2 separate regions of the Sus scrofa genome follow, and region 2 is linked to region 1. Evidence: chromatin contacts called from public HiChIP or PLAC-seq data. All regions are on one chromosome and are shown on one strand. The core of a region is the stretch at or near the end of the contact, and the rest is flanking DNA. Distances in the headings are between cores, read along the strand shown.

Region 1 (6,877 bases), core at 1,314-3,813:
GAGAGGGGTGGTATAGGGGGGTGTACAGGCACCACGGTGGCCTGAAAAGGAGGCATCAAGGGTTGAGGGTGTCACACAGACAGACAAAAGGACAGAGGACAGCAAGTGCCAAGGCCGAAGTGTGAGGCTACAGGGTGTGCTGGAGAACCCCAGGTCCTTCGACTCTGCGGGGGCTCAGGCAGCCAGGCAAGTTGTGACTTAGGCTGAATCCCTTGAAGAGATCAGAAAGGACCGTGATAACTACCATTCACAGCAGTACCCACATCTGTGAGCCCTCGCCTCATGCCAAGCACTCCACCTATCACCAGACAGGTGCCTGAATTCTCACAGTGCCCTGCAGGCACTCTCATCACCCCCACACTGTGAATGATGAAACGGAGCCTTAGAAGGAAAGCACAGCCCGAAGGGCCAGAGAGGGGCGGCCGTGGCTGTAGAACCCAGGTCTGTGTGGTTCCAGAACCCACACCATGCTAGACCCCCTCATCAAGGCCATAGGACCCCCGCTGGTCTGCAGGTTGGTCCATGGGGCTCTGTGGCGTTGTGCCTTGTGACCCTAAGGAGCCTGTCGGAGGCCCCCATCTGGTCCTGCCCCACAAGCCGTCTCCCAGTACCTCTGTCCTTGCCTCCATCCGCATCTCCCCAAGGAGAAGCCATGGCTCAGACTGACTCAGCTGCAGAGCCTGCTCTCCCGCAAGGACGCGGCCATGCGCAGGGCTCTCTGTCTGTGGGTCATTAGAATGGGATAACAAGCACAGGACCCAAGAGAGTTTCATAAGAGTCAAGTGGGGACAAAGCACATAAATAACACGGTGCTGTCACTCAAGAGTGACACCATCATCCAGCAGGCCCCTCCCCCAGGGCGGCTCAGGCTTGCACACATACCCCCAGGACCCCTGCCCTGTGCTGCTCACGTGCTCGCCCTGGACCTCCCTGCCTGCCATTCCTAAAGTGCTACCTCCTGTTCCCTGGGATGCTGGCAGGCAAGAGCCCAAGGCGGAGGTCAGGAAACCAGGTCCAGGTCCAGCGACCCTCCAGCTTTGCAGACAGGGGCACATGGCCATCAAGAGGCAGAGCTGGGGTCTCAAGATGCAAGTGGGGAGCTCTTGTGGGCACCTCCTAATTCCCCTCAGGGGATCCCCTCACTCCAGCTTGGTTAGTTCTGGTCGAAAAGCAGGGTTGTCATCATTATTGTTGCATGAATTTTTAATTTTCATTTTTTGTGACAAATGATGTAAAAATTCTAAATCCACTGATGTATAGTAAGGAGAAAGTGAAGGTCCTGCTTTACCTTATCCCCATGGTTCCCTCTGCTCCCAGAGTGCACGTGTGCACAACGGCAGGTGCACATTTTTAAAGCTTTTCCCATGTACTTGCCGTCAAGTGTGTGTGTGTGTGTGTGTGCATGCATATGCGTATGTTCTATAATTGTTAAAAACATGGGCTCTGGGACCAGGCTACCTGAGTTCCAATCCCAGCTCCGCTCCTATGGAACCTTGGCTAATTAACCTAGCCTCCCTGGGCCTCAGTTTCCCCATCTGTGTTATGGGATGAATAAAAGTTCCTACAGTGCTGGGAGCTTTTGAGGATTAAATGAGTTAATGCTTGTGAAGCATTTAGAACACTACCTGGCATGTGATTGGCTTAGAGTACAAATGTCTTTCACTATGTTATTTTACACACACACACACACACACACACAGAGTTTCTTATTTATCATAAGTAGAATCACACTGTCGCGTTCCCCTGAACTGCTTGGCTTTACAGCATGTCTTGGCGAACTGTCCGTGTTGGTGCGTTTAGATCTAGTTCAGTCTTTTTAGCTGCCACATGGCATTTCATTGTGCAGAAAGAAGTCTCATGTTTAAATCTCATTTTATGGACGTGTAAGTTATTTCCAATGTTCTGTTACTACAAATAATAATCACCAGCATTCTTTTGCATGTGGTGTTTGCACACATACGACTCTCTAATGTGGGCTTGGCAGAGTGGACCCAGGATGAGCTGATGCACATTCTGAATTTAAATCTGCTGCCAGAGCCTTGCAGGCAACGTAAACCCGTCCGCATCCCCGTGCTGACGCTGAACCTCACCACGTTCAGTGCTCTGCCAGGATGAGAGACGGGTTCACAAATGGTCTCACTTGGATTCAAGGCTGTCTAAACACGCTCGTGGATCAGCTGTGAGGCTGCCTTGGCGCTCAGTGTTATCCTCTTACCTTTCAAACCAGTTTCTTGAAAATGGCGAAGTCATAGCAACAAGTCTGGTCTGGAAAGCAGTCTCGGCGACAGAGAACTGGCACGTCGGCTGGTGGCTGGGAGGAGGCGGAGAGCTGGCTGAAACCTTGGCAGACAGACAGACACCAAGGCCAGGGCTGTGAGCAAGCCAATAAAGTCTGGCTTGGGACCTCGGGCTGCTGGTGGCGTGCCCTTCCCCTCTGGTTTGAGGGGACATGTCCTTGGTGGCCTCGTTAGAGCCACGAAGACAAACTGGGGAGACGTGGGGTTGCCAGGAGGCAGGAAAGGAGCAGGGGGAGGATGTCAGTGCATAAGAGCAGTCAGCACAGAGCTGGCTCTTCAACTGTGTTGAGGGGAGTGCCCGAGACACTGGAGGCCATGGCAGAGGGAACAGACGCTCAGGAAATGGGGACAGGGGCCTTTAGAAGCAAATACCGGGGGTCATGTGGAGAGAACCGGGGACAGGAGACAGAGAGCGCTGGCATCCAGCCATGGCCTTGGTACAACCCCTGGCCACCTTGGAGCCTCATGCTTCCGCCTGAAAAAGTGGAACAGCTGAAAAAAAGGATGCCCATCTGTTCCAGGAACCCACCATTCTGTGGTTCTTTGTAAAATTCCTTAGAAAATGGGGGCAGGGGGCCATGAGGAGCTTAGCAGAAGAAGAGCAGGTTTAGCCAAGCTCAGCGTACACGGAGCAGATCAGGGGAATGGGGACCTTCAAGGGCTGTGATTAATGTTGTCATTTGTGGGATAAACAAGGGCAGGAACTCTCTTGTACACCTCTGAAGCACCTGCACAGTGCCTGCTCATAGTAGGTGCTCAATAAAAATTATCTGTGAAATTGAATTCACCTGGTAATTGTTTGGGGCAAATGGTGGAAAGCTGGGAGAGTTTGGGGGTACCGAGGACACTGCAGAGCACCCACAAAGTGCTGGAATGGCATCTAGGAATTGAGGCACCAGCCTTTGGGTCCCCCCCCCCTTTTTTTTTTTTGCCCAATGCCTCTGGTATGGGGAAGTTCCCAGGCCAGGGATCCAATCCATGCCACAGCAGTGACCCGAGCTGCTGCCAGGACAACCACCAGACACTGAACCCGCTGTGCCGCAAGAGAATGCCTCACTGGTTTTTCACCGAGGGTGGGGTGATGTTGAGCCCTCTCTGCATGTGTGGCAAGATCATTATTTGAAATAATCTCTGTCCCCCTCCCCATGGCATATTTTCCTCTCCCTCCCCTTATTCAAGGTCCTAGCCTGAAGTTGAATGTCCATTAAATGGATGGTATACGGGCTCAGAGTCAAAGTTAGATGATGAAAAGAAAAGAAGGAAATGCAGTAAGGAGCTTGTAGGCTGAAACTCACACCCGCCCTTCCCATCAGGTATATAGATGTCTTTGCTCTGACTCCCCAAATAAATTAGATCCCCTGAAGTCAGGGAGCATGTCTCTTTAGGCGATTATAATCCATAAAATCCTCCACCAAGCCCATGCTCATACTGAGCATCTAATAATCCCTGATGCAGTATGGAACCCTGAAGATTATGAGACTATGAAGTACCAAATTATGTTATGGGCTATAGGTTTGGAATCAATAAAAAGGGCAATGTTTTCTCAAGACTTTTATTCATCTTTTGCATAAAAAGCACATTTTTTTATCAAATGTTAGTTTTCGTTTGGATAGTTTTGGAGGAATGGTGAGGGTATGGAGAAGCCAAAATCTCCCCCACCCCTTTGGACCTTCCAGGCCACCCCTTGACACTTGCCATCCCCCATGGCGCAGGCACCCCCAAAACCTGACCTGCTCAGCCCTGGAACCTGCCCAATGGTGGAGTAATTCCTACATGCGGCCACTAGGTGTCAGGTCAGCTCCAAAAGTCCACTTGAGAGCTGTGCTGGATCTGATCAGATGGCTTTGCAGTCCTCGCCTCGCGCTTTCCCTGATCTGCCAAACTTCCGCCCCCGAGGAGTCTGGCAGGAAATCTGAGCTCCAAAGCGTTCAGCAGCCTGACACGTGAGCAGACCTGTCCTAAGTTCTGTGTCCTCATTGTGAATCATCGCTACCCGCTCCCTTGCACCCTCGCTCTGAGGAAGAAAATCTGGTGCTCAGTACAAGCTCCAGAAACATCGAGCCCCCTCCCCCAGCCAGCCCGCCTTGGGGCTGGGCGAGACCAGTGTTAAGGAACACTGCACAAGGAACACACCCGCTGATAATGGGCTGACTCCTGCTTTATCATGTGAGGAGGCTGGCAGGCAGGAGACCTGCAGGAGCTGAAGACCAAGGTGGAGGGAGAGCAGAGGCTGTCAGGTCAAAGATGCCCCAGAGGCATTGGCCTGTACCAGCACTGAAGGGGGTTTGCCGCAGGGCAGGGGAATGGCACCCCGGGCGTGCCCGCCTTCCACGCCCAACTCCGTCTGGCTTTGTGCACTAACTCTGCATCTTCACAGAGACTCCTTTGCGGTGAAGTCTGTTACCATCCCCATTTCAAAGCTGGGGAATTGCAGGCAGGGAGAAGCATCTCACTCAGAGCCTTCTGCTACTAAGCAGCATGGCTGAGATTCGGACCCTGGCAGTATGACTCTGACTCCCTGAGGTCTTAACCACTGCGCTTCTCTGTCCCTCTGTAGCTCCCTCGCAGCTTTGTGTCTACAAGCGGAAGTTTAAATGTGCCTTCTCTGTTTATATCCTTTCTGCAACAAACAGAGGCATACTTCAATTCATAAGCAAGCATGAGCTCCAGGCCAGGCTGGACCAGCCAGTGGGGAGGAAGCAAAGGGAGAGATGATGATGCTGTATTGTGGCTGAATTCTCAAGTTCAGGTTGATGTGCCCTCCCTGCCCCTTGCATTCTCCAAGGGGAGATGGGAAGGAAGAGTGTGGAAAATCTCTTGAAGTGGTTAAGCATGCGAATTCTGGCATTCGACAGTTCTCAGTTTGAATTCTGTCTGGTTTGAGCTAGGCACTAATCTCCCTGAATCTCAATTTCCTTTTCTGTAAATAGGGGTGATAATGGAGTTCCCTTCGTGGCGCAGTGGTAAACGAATATGACTGGGAACCATGAGGTTGCAGGTTCGGTCCCTGCCCTTGCTCAGTGGGTTAACGATCTGGCGTTGCCATGAGCTGTGGTGTAGGTTGCAGATGTGACTCAGAGCCTGTGTTGCTGTGGCTCTGGCATAGGCTGGCGGCTACAGCTCCGATGAGACCCCTAGCCTGGGAACCTCCATATGCCGCGGGAGCAGCCCAAAGAAATAGCAAAAAGACAAAAATAAATAAATAAATAAATAAATAAATAAATATAAATAGGGGTGATAATGGTACCTTTCTGCATAGAGTTGCCCAGGCCTGGGGCTCAGGCCTGGCCTCGTTACAGTGGAGTTCCTCTCCTAAGAGGGAGGGGGTGTGGGGAGTTGCAGGCCCAGTGGGATACATTAATGGCCAAACTGAGCAGCCATGGGTTTTTTCCCCTTTTTTGGCCTCCCCTCGGTATGTAGAGTTCTCCAGCCAGGGATCTGAGCTGTAGTTTCTACCTACCTTGCAGCTGAGGCAACTCCAGATCCTATAACCCACCGCACCACCACAGGGGATTGAACCCGCATCCTGGCTCTGCAGAGATGCCTTCGATCCTGTTGTGTGGCCATCTTTTGAAACACCCAAGTACGGGGTCTTTGAAACGCCATGGGAGACATTCCAAGGCTTAAACCTTAAGACCTGAATCCAAGGCTTAAGACCTGAGTGAAATCAAAAGAATTTCTCCAGAATCTTAAAAATTGGAGGTGGTGGGAAGGCGGGGGCCATCTGCACTGTGTAGGCCATTCAGGGGACACAGTGGACACCTGGACTTTTCCGTGGCTGCTGGAGTCTGAACCCCCTTCCTGGGCTGGGGGTGTCCCTGGAAGGGACAGCTGGGACTTGCAGCTGGGATGTGGGCGCATGCCCACACCAGACACGGACTCCCTCAGCTCGGGTTAGGAGCCAGCAACCAAAGAAGTAAAGAGTACAGAGAACTCCTTTGCCGCTTGGCCGAGCCCCCAAGCAGTGGTGGTGGCGATGCTGGTGGGATGGTTCTGGGTGCTGGGCCTTCAGGTCAGCGGTGCCCACTTCAGCCTCCGGTGTGTGGCCATGGTGGCAGCTGCAGTGTCCTCAGGCGACCAACCTGCCTTGTCAAGTGAGGCCTTGGGATCGGTTTTGTTTGGTTTTGTTTTAAACAAAAGAAAACAATGATTGGCAAGGCAAGCCTGTGTCCTAAACACTGGCTGCCGACCAGTAGACTTGATCTAGAGGAAAGGAAGAGCTCTCCTTCGGGAAGCAGACATCCTGGAGGAAAAGGGCAGTGTGGGGGTGGGGGCGGCTCTCTGGGGCTCAGAATTGCCTTTTAAGGGGGGGACAGTGGTATGACCCCTGGAGGGCTGTTTTGTTGTTTTGCCACTTCTTAGGGAGTCTGTGGGTGAATTGGGGTGAGGCTGCCTGGCGGGCTGCTGCTTGACCAGGATGAATGAGACTAGCTCTTGTGTGGGCCTCTGTGTGTTAACAGTATAATCAAGAGCATGACAGGTCTTTTTCCCAGTTCCTGGCACAGGCTTTAGAAACCCTCAGAATTTCTTGAGTGACAGGAGTGTTGTCTTTATGCTAATAAGGTGACTCAGATTGGGGC
Region 2 (6,877 bases), core at 2,176-4,675, 200 kb after region 1:
GGTTTTATTTTTTATTTATTTATTTATTTTGTCTTCTTGCTATTTCTTGGGCCGCTCCCGCGGCATATGGAGATTCCCAGGCTAGGGGTCTAATTGGAGCTGTAGCCACTGGCCTACACCAGAGCCACAGCAACACAGGATCTGAGCCGCATCTGCAACCTACACCACAGCTCACGGCAACGCCAGATCGTTAACCCACTGAGCAAGGGCAGGGACCGAACCCGCAACCTTATGGTTCCTAGTCGGATTCGTTAACCACTGCGCCACGACGGGAACCCCTCTAAAGGGTTTTAAATTGCTCCACAGAGCAGGGCATCCTCCCTGCGCAACAAACCCGGCGGTGGGGTTCAGGTGACGGCATCCACCCCTGAAGGGTTGTCATTTGCTTGGGACAGTTAAGGCTACCTTCTACCAAAATCTGACAGCTGACAGGAGGAGAGCAGACTTCAACCCAGCCTTTGACTGGTCTGGAAGGAGGGACTCAGTGGGTCCATGGACTCCTGTGACCACTGTGACTTTTTTCCCTCTTAGAATTCTTCCTTCATTCCTATAACACGTGGCTTTCCTATCTCTTTCTGAAGGATGGTTATGCAAGACATTAGAGAATTGCTTGAAAGAACAGTCTGTGTGGTTCCTGCCTCAAATGACAGCATCTGGAGGAGATGAAAAGAAAGAGAAAAGCCTGTGGAGTAACACAGTGAGTGGGTAGAAGCTGTAAGGAAATGAAAGGGAAGGAAAACTGCAAGCAGGGTCCCGAGGCCAGCCCGCGTGAGGGCCCTGGTCAGGTCGAACGATGAGCGAAGCCTTCAGGATGGCTGGGGAGCATGAGAGTAAAAATAGCTGCCTTTCATTTTCCTAAAGCCTCACTTTATCTCAGGAATTGCAGTGGCCTTGGAGGACTGCTCAGGAATTCTGGTAAATGTCTCTAACAGCGGCGGGTCAGGGCTTCCGTTCTCCGGGGGCACCTCAAGCCTTTGGCCGATGGCTGGGCAGATGGTAGTGCTTGGCCTGGAGCCCATCCTCCGCCTGGGGCTGAGAGCACGGCCGAAAAACTCAGAGCTGCTACTAGTAGTTGACAGTAAGACCATAATAATACCCCTCCAGAGATCTGGGCTGGAATGACCCCTGATACAAATTCTTAAGGCCCCCCTCTAGAGTCAGGGGAAGAGAAGAAGCTTAAAGATACCCACAAGTAAAAACCTGCCCCCTTGGTAGGCCCTGCGTGCTATTTAACAGAGGCTGGAGAGCCTGGTTCCGGAGGTCAGGTGCCCCCCCCCCCCGCCCCGAGAATGATTAATTCTGACTCCCCTCTGTTTCTTCAGAAGGCTTCTGGGCTTCCCGCCTGTCACTGGGCTCCTCAGGAAATGCAAATGAGAGTTCACTTAAGCAAAACCCACAGAGGAAGGGCAGTGAACCAGCCAAACCAACAGTGCAGGATACCCGCGGCTGACAAGGTCGTCACAGGCTTGGTTCAGACAGTAGGCTTTCACTGGTGGTCCTGGCACGCCGAGCAGGCCCAGGATAACTGCAGGGTGGAAACCTTTTTTTTTTTTTTCTTTTAAAGCCTTCAAGCCAATGCTTGTCTAGTCAAGATGTATTTACAAGTTTGTGCTGCTTGCATTCTTGAAGCATTTTCTGAGGCTCAGTTATGCTACAAAGCCCCTAACTAGTCAGTCACCAGTGTTGCCAGTTGTGCTAGTCAGGTCAGGCTCAGTGACAGGACAGGCCTCCCTGCAGGGGATTGGGAAATGTGGCAGAGCATGTGCCTGCTGGTAAATGTCTCCGTCGCATTGGTTTTTTTTTTTTTTTTTTTTTTTTTAATCAAAGGGCAAAGTGCTTGGGGACCCACAGAGGTGATCAGGGACCTGACAGCACAGGTCAGCCCCACAGGAGGTCCCACTTTGGGGACCTTTAGAATTCTCAAAAGGGGGTGTTCCCATCATGGCTCAGTGGAAACGAATTTGACTAGCATCCAAGAGGACACAGGTTTGATCCCTGGCCCCGCTCAGTGGGTTAAGGATCGGGCATTGCCGTAGGCTGGGGTGTAGGTCACAGACATGGCTCGGATCCCGCATGGCTGTGGCTGTGGCTGTGGCTGTGGCGTAGGCCAGCGGCTACAGCTCTGATTCGACCCCTGGCCTGGGAACCTCTGTATGGGAACCTCACTCTTTTTAGGGTGTGGCCCTAAAACAGACCAAAAAAAAAAAATTCTCAAAAGTGATCCTCACTTCTCAGATTTTCACTCACCACACCCCCCCTAAATTTTATATATTCTTAAACCCTGATCATTTCCACTCTTGAAAGTGTTACTGTTTCCTGAAGCTTTTCTGACAGAGACATTGTCATTGTTACTTAAGAGTAACAAATACATAAAGTTATGAACACACTCATGTCCCAGGTGCTGACCTCGTTGGAGGGCATGAAATGGTGAATGAAACAGACATGGTCCTTGCTTCTGTTCTAATGGGAGGATAGCAACCACCATCCATTAGTCAATCACTTCTTTGATGGTTTGGGTCTCACCAGTTCTCGTACATCCAGAGTTGGGTGTGTCAGCCTGGGCGAGGTGATAGGGCAGACTCACCTCTACTTTTATTTCAGAATTAACATTTTGATAACCTTTGGTTTTAGGTCTTGCTCATCCTTTGATTAGGGCAAGAGTCCTTCGCATTAAACCGCTAGTTGAGAACAGAAGTGTTGATAGGGGCACAATATATAAATTAATTGATAATGGAGTTTCCATCATGGCTCGGTGGTTAACGAATCCGACTAGGACCCATGAGGTTTCAGGTTCGATCCCTAGCCTCACTTAGTGGGTTAAGGATCCTGCGTTGCCCTGAGCTGTGGTGTAGGTCGCACACTCCACTTGGATCCTGCCTTGCTGTGGCTGTGGTGTAGGCCGGCGGCTACAGCTCCGATTCGACCCCTAGCCTGGGAACCTCCATATGCCGCAGGTGCGACCCTTAAAAAAAAAAGACAAAAGATAAATTAGTTGATAAGTTCACTCCATCAGCCAGCACACAGAGAGTTCTAGGGAGCAGGCCATCCTGTCTGGTGACACTTTCAGACTCTGGGCTCACACACCACAGCACCTGCTCTCCTTTCCTCAGCCTCCCCGTAGCTGCTGCCAGAAGCATTTGCACAACCTCAAGTTTTGCACCATAGGCACCTCGCCTGCCTCACCCTAGGTCCAACCCTAGCAGCACCCAACACTTCCTGAGGCCCAGGGCCTACAGAAAGGCACATGTGGTCCCCGGCCTTGGAGCCCTCACAGCTGAGCCCGGAGATGTGACTCATGGGGAGAGTGGCAACACAAGCTAGTGTGGCCCAAAGCCAACTACAGACCAGAGCTGCAGGAGCTCTCCAAGACCTCGAAAGGAACACATGGCGAGGTGAGATTGGAGCTCAGCCTTGGCACCGGCTGGAGTTTAGAGAGGTGGAGAGGAAGGGGAAGAGCATTTCAGCCAAAGGAAAGCGTGAGGAGAGGCATCATGGTGAGATGGAAATATGGCTTCATATCTGGATCTGGTTTCTGTGTGATCCTGGCAAGTTACATAACCTCCCTGAGCTTCAGATCCTCATTTGTTAGGTTGCTGTCGAGTCTAAAAGGTTCTTGTGCCGTAAGGTGAAACGTGTCTAGTTCAGTGGCCCCAGCTAAGGGGTGCACAGGAAGCGGTAATCCTAAAATCATTACTGCCAGTGAAGCAGTTTGCAATTGGAGGGATGAGTATGGGGCCAGCGGAGCTGCCTTCAGTCCGGGGCCAGCCTTTCACGTAGCACCGAAGAGGCAGTGAGCAGCAATCAGCCCAGCTCCCTGCCAGCCCCCACACCCTGCTGCACCCAAATGGAGCCTCTCCTTAGTACACACCCTGCACAGTCCTTGGCAAGCCCAGCACCCTCTCCCAGCCCATCCTAGGCCTCACTCCTTTTTAGGGCTATCCAGCCAGGGCATGGGGAGCTATCGAGGACTCAGTATTGATTGCAGGCCCCACCCTGGCCAGGATCTTTAATCTCTGGCCCAGCCTCCTAGCTGGTGACTCAGCCTCCAGTATCTGCAAATGCTGTCCCCCACACCTGTGCTGGGTGAACTTCTCCAAACCCTTTTGCGTGTGTTACTGCCCTCCACAGGCACCTCTAGGGCAGCAAGTCTAGCCTCAGCTGTATGGGAAGCTCTTAAAATCCTGATGCCCAGACCACACCCCAGACCAATTCTGTCAGATTCTCTGAGAGGTAGGAGCCCCACCCCTTCCCCACCACCATCAGTAATTAAAGGTTCTCAGAGGATTGCAAATGTGCAGCCACAACTGGGAACGAGGGCAGTGCCTCCCCATTGTGGGATTGGGCTTGGGACTGGCAAGGAGGAGAAGGGACTAGCCCTGTACCGTGCCGTAAGTGTGATTGGTAGCACTGTCACCCCTGGGAGCTTGTCAGAAATGCAGAATCATAGGCCCAGCTGATTCTGAATCTGCATTTTTACCAGGTTTGCAGGTGATTTCCACACACTGTCAAATTTGAGCAGCACTGGCACCAGCTTTTACTAGACGCTTGCAGTGGTCCATGTGTGGTGCCAGGTATGTACACACACCCTCTCATTCCATCCTCAGAGCGCTCAGCTCTTAGCATCCCCTCTGACAAGTACGAAAACACCTGCCATTCATTCAGCAAATTCTTACTAACTACTATGAGAGAAAGAAGCTCTGAGCTAGGGTCTGGGGATCAAAATGAGTGCTTCCGGTGTTCCCGTTGTGGCTAGTGGAACGGAATCTGACGAGCATCCATGAGGACACAGGTTCGATCCCTGGCCCCACTCAGTGGATTAAGGATCTCGTGTTGCCATGAGCTGTGGTGAAGTTGGCAGATGCGGCTCGGATCTGGCATCGCTGTGGCTGTGGTGTAGGCCAGCAGCGATAGCTCCGATTTGACCCCTAGCCTGGGAACCTCCATATGCTGCGGGTGTAGCCCTAAAAAGACAAAAAAAAAAAAAAAAAAAAAAAAAAAGTGCTCTGTGCTGGATAATCGCCCAGAAGCCCGTAGGGTTTGATGTCTCGGTCATCACTTAACAGCTCTGTGTTCCTGGGCAACTTTCTCAGCGTCTCCGAGCTCTGCTTTACTCTTGTGCTGATCTGGGCTGTGCTGGTGATTCACTGACTTTCCCTAAGCCAAGTACTCACCAGAAGGCCTGGATCTAGTATGAGCTCAAGAATGGTTACTATTGTTACAAGTAATAATACCAGCAGGTTGTGGAGAGGAGGTGGGGGTGGGCTGGGGGAGAGGGACGTCAGGCCACGGTGGTGCCTGAGAGGGCGGCAGAGCTAAGAGCGGGGTTGTGGGTTCTAAGCGCCAAGAACCTCCCAGGAGGTGGTGAGTGCGGGAGGGGCCGGGTGTAGACCAGGCTGCCCTGTCCTACTCCCTGGCCCTGTTTCTCTGGATCGGGCCTGCTCTCCCCACTTTTCAGGAGAGCAGATGAATCAGACCACTATCAGCAGCACGAATCTGAGTCCAGCTCTCGCGCTTTGTATTCTGAAACCCACTGTGGCTCTGCGGAGTTAGAAACCCAGCAGCCCCTCCAGACTTGGCCTTGGTTAACCCAGGTCCTCGCCTGCACCTTACCTTGTCTTGCGGAGCAAGGGCGCCCCCTTTCGGCGAAACTGGGTCACGGCAGCAGGCCCTGGCAGGCTCCAGGGATGCCAAGTGTGAAGGGAAAACCCAGTCAAGCTCTGGCTGAGACCCAGCCCTGCGCGGGCCTGGTCCCATGGAGTGGGCCCCCGGCTGTGGAATCAAGGCCCTGGCCTGTGTGGGGGTCCGAGGAATAGGTTTAGGGGGTTGATGTTTTTCAAACCATTGCTTCCTATAATATAATTTTCTCTTCTGAAAGAGTTGCTAATGAAATTCTTTCTCTGGCAGTGAGCCGTTGCCCCCCTCTCCTGCTCCTCTCTTTATTAATCACCCAGCACTGCCCGGAGTTCTCGCCCCAGCTGCCAGGTGCCAGGCACATGGGCCCTGCTGTTTGCCCTCTCTGGCCACCTGCTTGTGTTGCCCAGGGCTCTTTCCAACAGGACCACGTGGACAGTCCTTGTAAGTCTGATTAAAAGCAGGAACAGGGGTTCCCATTGAGGCTCAGTGGGTTAAGAACCTGAGTAGTATCCATGAGGATTCAGGTTCAGTCCCTGGCCTCGCTCAGTGGGTTAAGAATCCAGCCTTGATGCAAGCTGCAGTGCAGCTTCCCGATGCACCTTGGATCCAGAGCTGTTGTGCTTGTGGTGTAGGCCTGCAGCTGCAGTTCTTACCTGACCTCTAGCCTCAGAACTTCCACATGCCACAAGTGCACCCCTAAAAGGAAAAAACAAAAATGTAACCAGGAGCAGCCCTTTTCCTGCTGCTGGTGACCTCTGCTGGCTTGGAATCCCTCAAAATCAAATTCATGTCATTTCACCTCCCTGTCTTTCCAACTCAGAGGTCATACTCTTCATCCCAAGCACCCTTCCTGCCTTTTCCCGCGTGTCTGCCACACAACACACTAGGCAGAGGTTTGCCAGGCTGGGCCTGGTGGCTTGTGGAGCTCACGCAGCATATCTAGGGTATAGGTGGGAGTAGAACTCAGCTCTCCTAAAACTTAGCCTCTCAGCGGTCACAAGCTCAGAAGCCTCCAGGGCCCAAACAGGCAGAGGAAAAGTGTGGGTAGCTCTGGGTAGGACAGTGGGGAGGAGTGGTCTGCGGCAAAGGACTGTACTTGCCCCTTTGGGGGGGTCATTCAGACAATGTGCCCTATTGAGGTCCGAGAATGTGCAATTCTTTTTTTTCTTTTCTTTTTTTTTTCTTTTTTGTCTTTTTGCTATTTCTTGGGCCGCTCCCACAGCATATGGAGGTTCCCAAGCTA

What was found. HiChIP or PLAC-seq counts read pairs in DNA pulled down with a chosen protein or histone mark.
Region 2: an H3K27ac HiChIP or PLAC-seq map of skeletal muscle shows a contact between it and region 1. The contact joins two enhancer-like sites. A contact is called at or near these places in 19 of 47 Hi-C or Micro-C datasets (adipose tissue, alveolar macrophages, blood and 10 more) and 2 of 2 datasets of contacts at active chromatin or transcription factors (alveolar macrophages and skeletal muscle).

The regions. Positions count from the first base shown.
Region 1 is chr7:100,002,723-100,009,599 of Sscrofa11.1, forward strand. No RefSeq gene overlaps it. Among named protein-coding and RNA genes, the nearest start is that of LRRC74A, 32 kb to the left of the region's middle. Within about 2 kb of position 2,564, at least 25 of the 83 cell types and tissues checked have an H3K27ac peak or open chromatin away from gene starts, as enhancers often do. A contact at or near this core is called in skeletal muscle, where this site is marked.
Region 2 is chr7:100,200,571-100,207,447 of Sscrofa11.1, forward strand. No RefSeq gene overlaps it. Among named protein-coding and RNA genes, the nearest start is that of ZDHHC22, 22 kb to the right of the region's middle. Within about 2 kb of position 3,426, at least 20 of the 83 cell types and tissues checked have an H3K27ac peak or open chromatin away from gene starts, as enhancers often do. A contact at or near this core is called in skeletal muscle, where this site is marked.